Regions from separate parts of the Zea mays genome. Here region 1 is linked to region 2. A link is a contact called in public Hi-C data. All regions are on one chromosome and are shown on one strand. The core of a region is the stretch at or near the end of the contact, and the rest is flanking DNA. Distances in the headings are between cores, read along the strand shown.

Evidence for each region. Hi-C and Micro-C count contacts between places; a contact is called where the count stands out from the background.
Region 1: a Hi-C map of tassel shows a contact between it and region 2, with 4 times the contacts expected there. The contact joins the promoter of LOC103643246 here to the promoter of LOC103645263 in region 2. A contact is called at or near these places in 8 of 25 Hi-C or Micro-C datasets (bundle sheath, ear, endosperm and 3 more).

The regions. Positions count from the first base shown.
Region 1 is chr1:214,804,739-214,812,656 of Zm-B73-REFERENCE-NAM-5.0, forward strand. LOC103643246 reads right to left here and starts at 2,665. Exons shown (of 1, transcript XM_008666400.4): 1 at 1,542-2,665. The coding sequence starts at 2,587. The coding sequence ends at 1,844.
Region 2 is chr1:214,650,734-214,657,551 of Zm-B73-REFERENCE-NAM-5.0, forward strand. LOC103645263 (formin-like protein 3) reads right to left here and starts at 1,655. Exons shown (of 21, transcript XR_004855476.1): 1 at 1,190-1,655; 2 at 105-273; 3 at 1-7.

The DNA.
Region 1 (7,918 bases), core at 1,415-3,914, 160 kb after region 2:
TCTCATGATGTTATCATCGACATAAGTTAAAACAATCCTAATCAACTGAGAAAACACTTTGGTCGTCATCCTGCTGAAGGAAGATAGCAGTAAGTACCACGGGGGTTATGAAGCTGGTCTTCGGCTTATCTTACTTCTTCATCCAGATTTGGTGATAACCTGAATAGGAATCGAGTAGACTCATGAGTTCTGATGTTACAGCTGCATCCATTAGTGAGTCAATTCTTGGTAACAAGAACTCATACTTCGAGCATGCCTTGTTAATATATGTGAAATCAATACACATTCTCCACTTGCCGTTAGATTTATTGACCATGACCATTTTGGCCAACCACTCCGGATATGTCACTTCTCTTACTCTTATGACTCCCGCACTGAGCAATCTTTTAACTTTAGTTTTTACAATAATTTTTCGTGATCTTCGCTTTTTTGGGCTTGATTCAAACTAGGTGAGAGCCTTCGAAGGTCCGATATCCCCCTTTTGGATGAAAAAGAATTAATTGACAATCCTTTGAAGACAGATATCCTTCCTAAAGCACGACCATGAGCACCCTACACTGATTATTGTTTCGGGCATTCGCCCTTCTTAAAAATAGGTATAGCATTTGCGCCTGAGAAAATGGGGCGCTTGACTACCTCTACATAGGAGAAAGAAACATGTTTTTTTTCCTTTCGAATGTGCTCCATTTGGCAGCTTCTTCCTCATGGAAATCACGAATTCTTTGATCCAATTAGGGCCTCCCGAATTCCATAGATGAAAATAGGCTTTACAATTTGGGGGAAACAACTTTGTGATTGTATATATGGAAACCAACCGCTTTGAGGACACCGAGAACCTATAAAATCAATCAGCTAATTGGAAAACCAGAAAATTAGCGGCTGAACCTCCTAGAAAAGGCTGAAGCAGAAAGTCCACTGACAGCGAAAAAATCCTAATGGGCTATTTGCTTCGAATTAAAGTTAGTTGTTTAGACTGGTACAACTGCAATTCGTAGAAATTCGTAGAATACAAAAATACCGTAGAAACAGTAGAGACTGATACGAATTAAAGTCAAGCGAACATGCTTTTATGAGCACTCGGCGGCGGAGACATCGATGAACCAAATTTCTTACAGACATTTGCTTCAAATTCGAGCCCCGGTTGAAGATCCAATTGTGACAGATCCATTGAAGAGAACCAAGGGGAGGGATGGAGAAGCAAATCAAAAAATGCATTACCTCATGGATGGCGCTTGCAACCTGCTGGCGCAATGCTCTATAGGGCTATACTACTAGAGCCAGCTTTAGTTTGTGATAATCAGGAGGATGCAGACGCATGCATACACTTGTAAGGTCTGCGTGCAGGTTTCCCAAGTCAGGACAGGAGGATGAAATGAAACGAGAAGGCTTGCTTTCTGCATCTCTATAAATATTACCTACCAAAATGTCCTAATTGCAGACAACAATGACGAACAATGCTCTATTCGAACAGAAATTGTAGCGATGCTCTCGGCCTTTCCTCAACATATCAACCAAACCAATCGAACACAAACACTCCCAAATGAGCATCAGAATGTGCTTCCCCTTTTCCTCTTGGTTCACATAACGAAAGTCAAAACGAACACCTGATTACAGACTGTAATCCCAATCTCTCTCTCTTTTTTTTTGTATTTATTACACTCTCGATCATGAGTCCAAGCAAATCATAAACTGTACAGTACTATTCAGCACCCAAAAAAAAAAGAATGTGCAGAAACGATGGAGGAAAAAAAAAGAGGATACCCATCTAAATCGCGTCACCGCGCGCTCTGAAAGGAAAGGATCTCTACCTTGCAAATTCTTATTTCGCTACGCAATCTACGGATCATCCCCTGGAAGAAGCAGGAGAAGGAGTTGCGCCAGGGGTCCTGTCCCAGCTGTTCCCCCTGACGTACCGCAGCTGCAGCGAGACCTGGCGCTCCATCCGCAGCTGCCTGTAGAAGTTGGCGATGAAGAGCTCGGCGCGCTGGTCGACGTCGTCGTCCCCGGCCGACGACGCCGGGGAGCGGCCGCCGGACGACGACGAGGCCCTCGTCAGGGCCTCCGGCGACGCGGCGCTGCTGGCCCGCGACAGGGTCCGGGTGGTCGCCGTGCCCAGGCTGGCCGACCTGGAGGTCCTGGAGCTGCAGGAGGAGGTCGGCGACGCGGCGATGGTGTCGAGCAGGCCCGGTCGCGCGTCGAAGCTGAGGCGCCGCGCCGGGGCGCCGCCGCTGCCGCCGCCGCGGGCCAGGGACCTGAGCAGCATCCACCGCGTCGCGCTGGAGGAGAGCAGGAACCGGACCTTGGTGATCGCCTCCCGCAGGCTCCCGAGTAGCGACTGCGGCCGCTTCTTCGCCTTGGGCGTCGTCTCCTCCTCCGTCTCCATGGATGACCCGCCCGCCTGTTTCTCTTTCTCCTCCCCTGCCGTCGTCGTCATCGTCGTCGTCGAAGACTCCAAGTGCTGGAGTTGTGGCAGGCAAGGAACGCACACAGCTAGCGCGAGCGGAGGGAGGTGGCGGCGGTTGGTTTTTGTGTCGATGTGGAAAGCGTGAGGCCCTTTGTCTCGTGCGTTGTTGGCTCGCGACGCCATTAATATATATAGTGGCTGCCCATGTGGAAAGGTCGCCGGTGTATTCCTCAAGCTACTCGGTTTGAAGAAACTGCGGTGAATGTACTGTATCGATCGGCGTCTATGAATGCACCAGGTAGTAGAATACGCGTCGGGTAACGGCGAGAAGTGACAGCGCTTAGGCGTGGCAGCGACCAGCTCAGCACACCAATCATTGCTTACATCGAAAGGAATCGAATCGCATGGGCATCTGACAACGTTTAGATCGAATCGAACAGCCAACCGGCACCGCCTCTCCGTCGGAAGAACGGAGGTTGAACGAGTCGTTGCCTCCTTGGTGATCGCTGCTGCCCAGTGACGTGCCGGACGCGACGACGCTGCGCGGCAAGGCAACACGTTGGGTGCGTGCGTGCGGCACCGGACGACGCGGAGCCAGGTCAAACGACGTTTCCCCGCTCGGACGCACGCTCGCTCACGCCACCGCCGCCGGCCGGGGGTGCCCCAGGACCTCGCGCGACGAGTGCTTCGGCGCCAAGCTTAGCCAGCAGCCACACAAAGCAGAGGAGCTCTGCCATGGACCATGGACCGTGGTCCACGTGTGCCAGCCAAATGCAAACAAAGAGCCGGGCGGAGAGTCGCATTTAGTTATATTTGTTTTAGCTTATAGATTATATAATCTGAATTATAATCTAAATTATAATTTAAATTATATAATCTAGATATATTATAATCTATATGTAGTTGTTTGATAGTTTAGATTATACAAATATAGATTATTTATAAAGACAATAATACTCTTGTTTATTTATTTGAGGTGATGAAAGAAGGGTGACATATATTGTAATTTTTATTTACATAACCATGGTAATGGATCTTTTGCCAAAATAATCTCAAATAAGCTACTCTTGAGGAGATTATGAGATTATCATAATCTGGACTTTAGATTATATAATCTGAACCTATAATCTATATGTTTGTTTACCTATTAAATTATTTACGCTTGATTATATAATTATAATCCGAAACAAACAGGACCTTAGTCGAGGCAAAACATCAGCATCTTGTTGACCAACTTATCGTTTTGTTTGGATCGAGTCGCATCCCGTCCTCGGTAATCAGCACCACTACATCCCTTACCAGATCAATTCGCTCCGGCCTCCGGGGATACCGACACAGTCCGGACTGGCCCTGGCGACTTGACCAACTTGACCAACTTGCTCACGGCGGGCGAGCCGACTACAGTTTGCCGGCGGCGGACGCGGCCAACGCGATACCGACACCCCGGCAGCAGCGGTACGGGTTTTTTTTTTCTGAGAAGCGAGTGGAGGACGTGTCGGAGCTCGGAAGTCGGAACATACTGGCTGTGGCTGGATCTTGTGTCTGTGTGTGTGTGTTTTTTCCCCTCAACGACGTCGGAGAAAGATACACTCACTGTATACTATTCTACACGTTGAAAAAGTTTAAGCCGGAACGCGTGCGTGGCAGAGTGTCGAACGCTTCTTCGGACTCAGACATGCTCTTGCGACGAATCAGTACTTGGGCGTTGTTGCTTGGAACGGGTTTTCTAGTTTCTATGGCGACGTCGAGAGCAACCGGAAATTTATATTAAGGATGCAGCGACGTGACAATGGACTGTGACGAACGCCTGGAATTTGGCGTCGTTTTCAGTCGGGTTACGGGGGGTCGGGGGTTTATTTGATTAACTGTCTAGTTCAGTGCACGAACGACCTGAGTATCTCTTTCAAACTTCTGATATGTTTAGTTCGTATACTTCACAGACTACAGCTAGGTAACCGAAATTACTCTTTTGGCTCTCTCTAGTAATGTATACACATTATTCTACAGTATCTCACGATTTGGCCCATTCCAGGCCTGTTTCTGGGGGAAAACAAATCACTCGGTTTGGAATTGGGCTGCTTCACCTAGAGACGTTCGTTTGCATCTGAATCAAAAACATGGGTGGTCTGGTTTGGACTTTTTTTGTACTACTTATTGAGTATATGACACCGTTGATTTTTAAAAAAAAACTTTAACCACTCATCTTATTAAAAATAATGAGTTATCGTTTATTTGTTGTGATTTGTTTTATTATTTAAGTTAGTTTATATTTAACTTATAATTTTATATTTTTAAATAAATAAAAAATCAATGTCCTATATTTGTGAACTGAGCTAGTACCATACTCCGACAGGAATCCGGGTCAACTGCCCTCCACATCCGAGACGGTGCAGCGCTCGTGCCGAATTTTTTGTATTTTAGCCCTTAAACAGAAGTAAAATCACGTTTAGACCTAAAAAAATTTTAAATGCAGGTTTGGACCCTTAGCTCGGCGCCATAGGCTGTGGCGCCGAGCTAACACAGCTCGGCGCCACAGCCTATGGCGCCGAGCTGTGACGTGGCCGCAACGGCTAGTTGCGTCCAGGGCTGACTTGGCGCTGACGTGGCGGCGGCGCGGCCTCGTAGCTCGGCACCACAGATCTTGGCGCCGAGCTACGAATTCCTATAAAAACGCCCGCGCGGCTGGCCGAGAGCAGCTCATTTCATCCCATTTCCAAACTTCGTAAAAAGTTCCTGGATTCAAAGATTTGAGTTGGTTCTTTTCGTAGACCAAGGTATGATTTCGAACTGATTCGTTTTGTATATTAGGTTGTTAGTTTAATAATTTGTATACACCTATTATATTATCATTTCGATTATTAGTTTGTGTAAACTTATTATAAAGCATAATAGGTACAAGTGATAATTATAATCGTTTATTAGATGAAAGACATGTACCGAGAGGCGTTGTGGCAGAAGAGAGGTCGTCCTCGGGAGTTATATCCGGACGTATCTAGTAAGGATGCTCCTGTTCCTCCTGAACTCCCCGTTCCTAACTGTGACTGTGGCAGACTGGCTTGGGTACATCAATCACAACATCCAGACACGACTGCTCGCTGCTACTACCTTTGTGGCACTTTGGACGTACGTAGCTTATGACTTGTCACTTAATTTTGTTCGCATTCATTATTTTGTAGATATGTAATAGTGCATCTTTCCATTATTTTAGGGACATCAGAAGTGTTTCTTTTTCCAGTGGATCGATGGTCCTGATAAATTCGACCCTCGATATCTTCTTTTCGTTAATTGGTTGAGTGGAAAGACCAGTCATGAGCGTTTTAAGCGTTGGGTACCTCCTCCCCCGAATCCTCCACCAATGACGGATGCGGAGAAGGAGGTAGCAACAGAAAGACGGATGGACTCACCGCCTCGATGCGATTGTGGAGACCGTGCTGTCATCGACGAAGACTATGACAAGCAGTTCTGTTGTCCGAACATTGATTATGTGAGCCCATTGATACGCTAAATGTATGAACTAGTTTTTATTTACAATAAATTACTAATTTTTCTCCTGCAGCCATACGGGTGGCGTAAGTGTCGTTTCAGAGAGTGGTTGTATGGTCCTTTGTCCCATTGGCCAGAGCCAGAGGTAAAGGAAAAGAGATACATGGGGTGGGCGGCTGAAGAGGTCAAATTTGATCCAGTACTCTGCAAATGTGGTATTGAAGCTAAGTATGGATTAGTTCCTTCGGAGCTTGGTGTTGGATATTTTTGTGGACATATGGTCGATTACGATGAGGTTGGTATTTTTTTTTGCACCAGATGTAATGTTATAGCGGTACTTACTATTTTTTTGGTGATCTTAAACTTTCCGGTGTCCTTCTGCCTTCGGGCACATACCCTCCAATTACATTCTGGCACCTCGCACACAACAGTGTAACGACGCTGTGCATACGAATGCCTCACCTTGAACGGCCTCTTCCGGTTCACAGAATATTCCTGTAGCCATCGTCTCAGTGTAGGCAGATCCTTGAAAAGTAAGCCAACCTTAATCTCAATGCTGTCGGCGTTATCCGGAGCCTCTAGCAGTTCATCGTCACGTCCTTCAGCATACGCACGGGTGGAATGACTTAAACTGCTAAATTCATGTACTACAGGGTCTCGCTCCGGACACAAACGTCTTATGAGTTCAATTTCTTGCTCGGTCATTTCTTGAACCGAACGGTCATCATCAGAATCTACGGCCCGTGCAGCCTCATATGGCTCCTCCTCATCCTCAATATGAACATCAACACTATTGGATGCCCTGCATATGTTGTCCATATTATATGACACAGGCACATCAATCTGAACATCAGCATTATCGATATGTGGAGATCCTGCATCGGGTCGGAGCAAGAAAAACCACATTAAAAAGTCTAATCAAACGAAATAATGATGGATACGAACAATGTGTCGAAGACACTTACTAGGATGATCGTGAACTGGATCCTGGGTCAATGGGATCTCTTGGGGGGTACCACCGCATTAGAAGCCCCACAAACGCCGGGAATAGGACGAGAAATCCCATACTCGTGCGGACCCGATTGAGCATCGGGCACAACAACGACTTCTTCATGAAGCTCTACCAAGGGAGCTTCAATACGAGATGCATTTGGCATTTGTGGAGATAACCCGACTGGACCTTCGCAATGACTAACAGGTAACTTTTGAACAACCACATCCAAACATGGTGGAACCATCGTCTTCACAATTCTTAAATATATCACCCAATCATCTTCTGAGGTAATGGAGATCAACCGTCGGACAACTGTTCCATATGTAATATGGGACAACAAACCCTGAATTGATATTCTAGGGTCGTTTATGTCGCAACTAATCTCCTCACAAGCTCGAGCCAAAAGCTGGTCAAAAGATGGTCTTTCAACGAACAACATGGTCACGATCTTCATACCATCAAAAGTAACACTCCCATAAGCATCTATCTCCACCCTTCCTCCATGGTATAGTGCTACTAGGCTGTCCATCTATTGCAAAAATGGATTACTAACTCAATAATGGCTACATACTTAAGCCTACTAACTTACTAAGTAATAAATAGATATTAACTAATAACTATACAGTAAATATTAAATGAACACATCAAACGAAATTACATAATCTATAAATAATGTACGAAAACTATGTATACCTGATAACGCGTAGGAGTCCAGCTAACGGTGGAGAAGGTCAAGTCGGACGAACACCTACGTACAAAAAAACCAATTGTCAGTAAAAAATTGGGCAGCACCTCCCCTGTAAAGTGATGTTTATAGAACCTGCGAATAAACGACAACACGATGGTTGCCAACACATAAAACATGTAATATCAATGCGCTAAACAAAATGGTAACTATATCAATGCACTAAGAATTTACTAAACACTAACAATATACTACGCAACAAACTAGCTAACTATTTTAATAAACACTAACAACAAAATATCTAACTATTTACTATACAATCAATAAGTAGATACCTAACTAATTACTACTA
Region 2 (6,818 bases), core at 405-2,904:
TCAAAAACTGTACAATGCCAAAAGATGTGATTAGTTGAGCTGTCATAAAATAAGTTACATTGATCTAAGAAGGCAATCAATATAGTAAAATTCTCCATGCATACCATAGATCCTGTCAAGAAACTCCAGTAGTCCATCAGGAGGCCTCTTGTAGAAGAATCTACTAAGAAGTGACATTTCATGTGAATGAAGAAATGTCGATATAACTGCTCAGGATTTTTTTTGTGTTGGTGGGCAAACTGCACAGGATTTCTAGGTGCTATCTCAAAAGCACTGCAAAAATAGATTGATTTCAAAATAACCAACTATAAGGTGTAAGGGTGTGACAATCATATCTGAAAATTGGAATGCAGTATTCTGGTTGGTCATTTTAACTGTCACATGTAAGGATGTGATTATAATTACTGAAAATCGGAGTGCAGTATGTCTGGTTAGTTAGTCACTTTATCAATTTAATATTATAATTGCTAGCAGAGGTCAGATTAGTGAAAGAATACTTGGGAGATAAGTGGATTGTGGATACAACTATAGCAACTGGCCTTGCTTGTCACAAGGCCAACACTTTTTCCACTAGGATGTCATCACAGCGCTAAGCAAGGATGGAGCCATGCCAGCTCAATAGGGTTTGTTTTCATTATGACAACAGCATAAAACATTTAGGTATCAGCCAACTACAGAACAGGAAACTTCGAATGTATGTTAAGCTATCCTAACATTGTACCTTCTCTCCCATTCATGCACCCCTTACCAACCCCAACCAAATTGTTATGGACATATAGTTGCTGCAGACAAGCTATTTAGAGGATAAAATAAACTAATGGAAGTTCCAGATGTGTTCCTGTTGAGAACTCTCTATGTCACTGTGTATACTACCTTGTTCCAGTGCAGGGGCACTTGGTTGGGGAATGGGGATTCAGCTGAACCCCAAAAGGTGTTGGTGTTGGAAAATAAACTATAAACGCACCTGCGATTTAACTGCCATGTACCAAGAAGTCCTATGGAGTAAACCAATGACGACCTCATACGCTGAATAGGAACTTAACCAAATAAGCTAACCCAACCACTTGCGCAGCACACAAATCCACAACTAAGAATGGGGTGGATAGAAATCACTACTTGGTTTGAATAAGAGACAACCCAATTCTTATGACAAGAGTATTCCTATCCAAGTGAGCTTAGGATTTCTTACCAACAAAAATGGACAGAAAACCAACCAACGCCCGTGTGGATCTCCACTCCACTGCCCACGAGGAACGCCGCCGCCGAAGACGGGCAGCAGACTATGAGTGATGGGGGAGGGAGAGGACTGGCCGCGGGGGCGCGGGGCCGGGAAGCCTAGGTTGGCGCTCCTCGAAGCCGGGCAGCAGCCTACGAGTGGCGGGGAGGTAGGGGGCCCGGCCGTGGCGGGGCGCGCCGGCACCGGGAAGCCTAGGTGGGTGCTCCCCGAAGCCCAGCAGCAGACTACGAGCAGCGAGGAGCTAGGGGACCGACAGCGGAGGGGCGGGGTGGAGCGCGGCGCCGGGAAGCCTAGGTTTGGAGTGGGGGTGGAGGGGAAAATTTTGAGCTGGGAGGGAGAGGGGAGTGTTTTCTTCCTCGGTTTTTCGGGTGCGGCTTCTCTCTCGTCGCCGTACTCGTTGTGCGGCGCTGCAACTTGAATGAGTGATATGTGATGTGGGTTTGGCGTTTCGATCGGTCAGCAAACTCTAAATCCATAGGGCCTGTTTGGTTCAGCTTTTTTCTGACCAGCTTTTCTGAAAATCTGGCTGTGGGGAGAATCTGACTGTGGGGAAAATCTGAGTATAATTACGATTACGTGTGGAGGAAGATAAAGTTGTTCATAGGGCTCAGGATCTAGAAAGTGATGGATTCCTACTATTAGAACGACTCAACCGATTATTTGTCTATGTTGATTTTTGATGGTTTTTGCCCCAACAAATTTTATAGAAGCTGGCTAAAAAGCTGAGCGTTTGGCAGTCCGCAACAGCTTTTGGTGGCCAGAAGCTGCCAGAAGCCGAAACAAACAGGGCCATAGTCTACTAGTATAATATCCGTACGCAATTGTATTTCATATTGATTAGAAATAGTGAGGCCATAACCGCAATGCAATCAATGGTGAAACAAAATAAATCAGTTGTATAGACCCTTCTAAAAATACTAATAATAAATAAATTTAATATAAAAGTGAGCATATTGTCTATAGACCATATAATAAATTGATAAAAATAAATATTACAGTTTATTTTAGTTAAAAAACCAAAAAAGATGTAAGTTAAAAAAATCAATCCTTATTTTTATAGAGCTATCTGTGAACTAACGGGGTGTTACTATATGTATATGGCTTCCTTTCGTATTGGGCTTGGTAGCTTATCACGGTCTATATATGGTATAACAGCCTTGATAACTTATAACTCAAGACATTGACTCCATATAAACATATGGTATGACTACCGGTTTTAAAGACCCACAACTAGAGGTGGGCAAAAAAACTCGATACCCATTACTCGAACTATCCAAACCCGTATCCGATCTATCCGAACCCGAATTACCTAAACACTGGTTAGGATCCTGGGTCTGAAAACCCGAAATTATATTGGGTAAATCAACTAACATGTTTCGGTACTCGATTTCTCCGAGTCACCCGAAATTATATATTATTTGTCTCGGTCCCTAAACGGTCTTTGAGTCTGGTACAGTATGGAAGACAATCATGGTTGCCTCTTACTACCTTAATAATGAATAATTAAAAATACTTATAGGTAATGTTTGGTTCATATATTGGTAACGTAATGGATAATCGATAACGTTAAGTTATATTTGTTTAAGTCCAATCGTAATTGATGTCACTCTAGAAATAGGTACCGGCTAATTTAAATTTGTTACAACCAGTATTCGAGTGTGAATCATTACCATTACTATTTACGTTATATTTCGTGAACCAAACGACACCATAGTGGAAGACAATTGTGAAAGACAATCATGGGTGCCTCTTTGCATCTGGTACAATATGGAATAACGAATGTGGAAGCCTTTACCCTATCGTAAGGCTAATATGTGAAAGACAATTATGGAAGACAATCATGGCTGCCTCTTTGCGCCTGGTACAGTATGGAATAACGAATGTGGAAGCCTTTACCCTGTTGTAAGGCTAATATGTGGAAGACAATCATGGCGGCCTCTTTGTGTCTTGTACAATGGAATAACGAATGTGGAAGCCTTTACCCTGTTGTAAGGCTGATATGCTTTACAATTTGTGCTCTAATTGAAGTCGGCATCATCTTCTTCTCCAACATATCATTTACTTTTAGGTAAATACGTAGAAGTGATTATATATGTTTACGTAGCGGTTCTTTGTTTATTTGAAATAGTAATATATTGCGGTGGATGAAATCTGATTAGGTAAATTGGGATTACCCGAACCCGAAATTATCGGGTACCCCCACTTATTTTGGGTACACTTCGGGTAGCAGTTTTAAAAACCCGAATTTTGAAGAACCCAAATTACCTGACTCGATTTCCTCGAGTAACTCGAATGTCCACCCCTACCCACACATCTCCCACTAAACATATATCCTTTTATTTTTTCTCTTAAACACACGCATTAAACACACAATTTATAGACAAATAGAACCATAAAGATGTCTCTGGCTATTGCATAATAATCTGATAGAGAAGAAAACATGCCTCAACAATTATCAAACAGAGGTCATGCATGGATTCATGATGCATCATGCATAAACCATGCATGAGTTGAGCAGTGTCCAGTATCGTCTTGCGTCGTGCACGAGGGGTGGTTAATTTCGATCCAGCTACAAGAAACAGATGAGATAATGAACCAAATGTCTCCAGCCATCCACTACATATCTATCATCCATGTTTTGCATCGGGAGGCCATTCCCAACTAGCCAGCTACAGTACCCGCCGTCATGCCGAAGGTTGGCACATTGCTGCCAATGCCCGACGTCGTGCCTAAGGTTGGTAACTTGCCGTTGTTGCCCTCCGTGTGGCCCGTGTCTAACCGCTGATGCCCTCCATCCTGGCTAGGGATGGCAATCGGGCGAGTAGAACGCGGATATATGGTTCATGTATCCATACCCACGAGATAAAACCAAACCCATACCCATTTACGCTCGTGGGTACGGACTGTATCCGTACCCGTACCCGCCGGTAACGGAGATCCGCTACCCGCCCGCCCACTAAAATTACAGCAACATTCCAACAGCATTCTAACATAAATTTATCACAATTTAACATTCCAACAACCTCAAATAATAATTTTAGCACCAAAACAATAATTTCAACATTTCAAACAATAATTTCAACATTTCAACAACGTAAATAGATAACATTCCAGGCTTACAATAACATTTCACCATAGTGACATAGTCCATAACAAGTAGTAGAAGTAGCGAAGACAGTACAATACATCATAAAACATATTCTTGGAATGAAATTACACTCATATATAGTTTTCAAATGCAACAACAAATTATTGTAATGAGCATGGCTGCATGGCATTCAACTTCATTTGACATCTTGTGAATTTTCCTTCAAATATCTTCATTTGGCATCGTGGAGAATCCAAAAGAGAGTTCCTACAATGATATATAATTAGTTATAGAATATGATAATTCTTACAACGTACCACAAGTTCTTCTTGTATATCTTCAAGACAAGTCCACAAACCCATATAGTCTTCTTTTCCTACAATAAGTGAGAGTAAAACAAATGAGAGTAAACTGAAATCAAAACTTACAAGTTACAACGACATACAATAATTTTAAAGATGTATTATTTGTACCTTTTGCTTGACCAACACGAAGCCAATTTTGTGCACACATCAAAACCTCTAAAGTTTTGGGAGTAAGTCGACTTCGATGATCACTTAGCACTCTACCACTAATACTAAAAGCAGACTCCAAAGCGATAGTTGTAACAGGAATAGCAAATATGTCACAGGCTATCATCCTTAGAGTAGGGTACCGTATCCCAGAAATTTTCCAACAGCCCAATATATCAAATTCCTTTGACTTGAGAATACGACCCTCATCCACATAAAGATCAAGCTCAGACTTAGCCTTTTCTTCATCACTGCACATGTCATCGAGCTCTTCTTCCATGGCAGAGAACAACTCATCCTCACATTTTCTATCTCTAGCATTGCTCTACTTTGTGCACCAAATAGACGTGTATAGCATGCTTTCAACATTCCAAATTTGTATCTTGGATCAAGAACAACAGCAATAGCCATTAGGCCATGAATGTCGGTCCAATATTTATCAAAATTTGTAATCATACGACTTGACATGGACTTGATTAACTCATCATCACACTCTAGCCACTTGCTCATGTGTCCTCTAATTGCATATATATATATTTGGAAAGAAGTCATTAGTTGTTACATATTGTGTTCCAGAAAACAATTCGGTAATTTCATAGAACAATTTCAACCTATCGCAAACTTCACTAGCAAACTTCCATTCATCCTAACTTGGAGAAAAATCATAAGCTCTTTCACATTCAGCCAAACGATCAAAAGCCTCTTTGTAACAAATAGCAACACTGAGCATGATATAAGTAGAGTTCCACCTAGTTTTGCAATCAAGTGACAATTTCTTGTTGCATTCAACATTAACTTGTGCAGCTATTTCTTGGAATCTCTCATGTCTTTTAGGAGTAGCATACCAAAATGCAACACTATTTCTAATTTTTTCAATCCCACTACCCATTACTTCCAAACCATCTTTGACGATTAAATTTAATATGTGCGCAGAGCTGAAAGGGAAATGTGCCCTTGGGCCATTTCTATAAGATTTTGATGATTAAGTGCTCCACACAAATGCTTTGAGTTATATTTGTGCCAAAGACTCAAGAAGTGCAAATCAAGATTAAAGGTATGTTTCTAGACTTAATACATTGTTTTGAAGACTAATGTATTGTGTCTAAGTGTTAGAAACAGGAGAAATCGCTTTGGAGATAAGTTGGCTGTGTTCAGCCAAAAGGCTGCTCGGTCTGGGTGCACTGGACTGTTCGGTGGTGCACCGGACAGTGTCCGGTGGTGCACCAGACAGTGTTCGGTGTGCCAGGACTAGTCCAGGTGAACATCCTGCTCTCGGGTCTCGACGGCGGCGTACGACTATAAATCACCGGACTGTCCAGTGGTGCACCGGACTGTCCGGTGAGCCAACGGTCGGCCGCGCAATCCGCGCGTGATGCGTGGCCGAGCCAACGGTCAGATGGGGGCACCGGACTATCCGGTGTGCATCGGACAGTGTCCGGTGCGCCAACGGCTCCAAATCTTCAACGGTCAGGTGCACCAATTTAGGAAAGCAATCTGCACCGGACACTGAACAGTGCCTGTCCGGTGGTGCACCGGACTGTCCGGTGCGCCACCCGATAGAAGGCAAGAATTGCCTTCCTGGATTGCTTCCAACGGCTCCTAGCTGCCTTGGGGCTATAAAAAGGACCCCTAGGCGCATGGAGGAGTACACCAAGCATTCTTTGATCACCCCTAAGCACCAAGACTTCATTCTAGCGCATTTGATTCGTTGTGATAGCAATTTGAGCTCCTCTTGAGTCGAGAACTCCGTGTGTGAACTTAGAGCTCAAGTTGTTGGCTAGTGTGCGTGTTTGTGCTCTTGCTTTGAGTCTTGTGTGTGTTGCTTTTCCAACCCTTACTTCCGTGCTTCTTTGTGATCATCAAATTGTAAGGGCGAGAGGCTCCAAGTTGTGGAGATTCCTCGCAAACGGGATATAGTAAAAGAAAGAGAAACACCGTGGTATTCGAGTGGGTCTTTGGACCGCTTGAAAGGGGTTGAGTG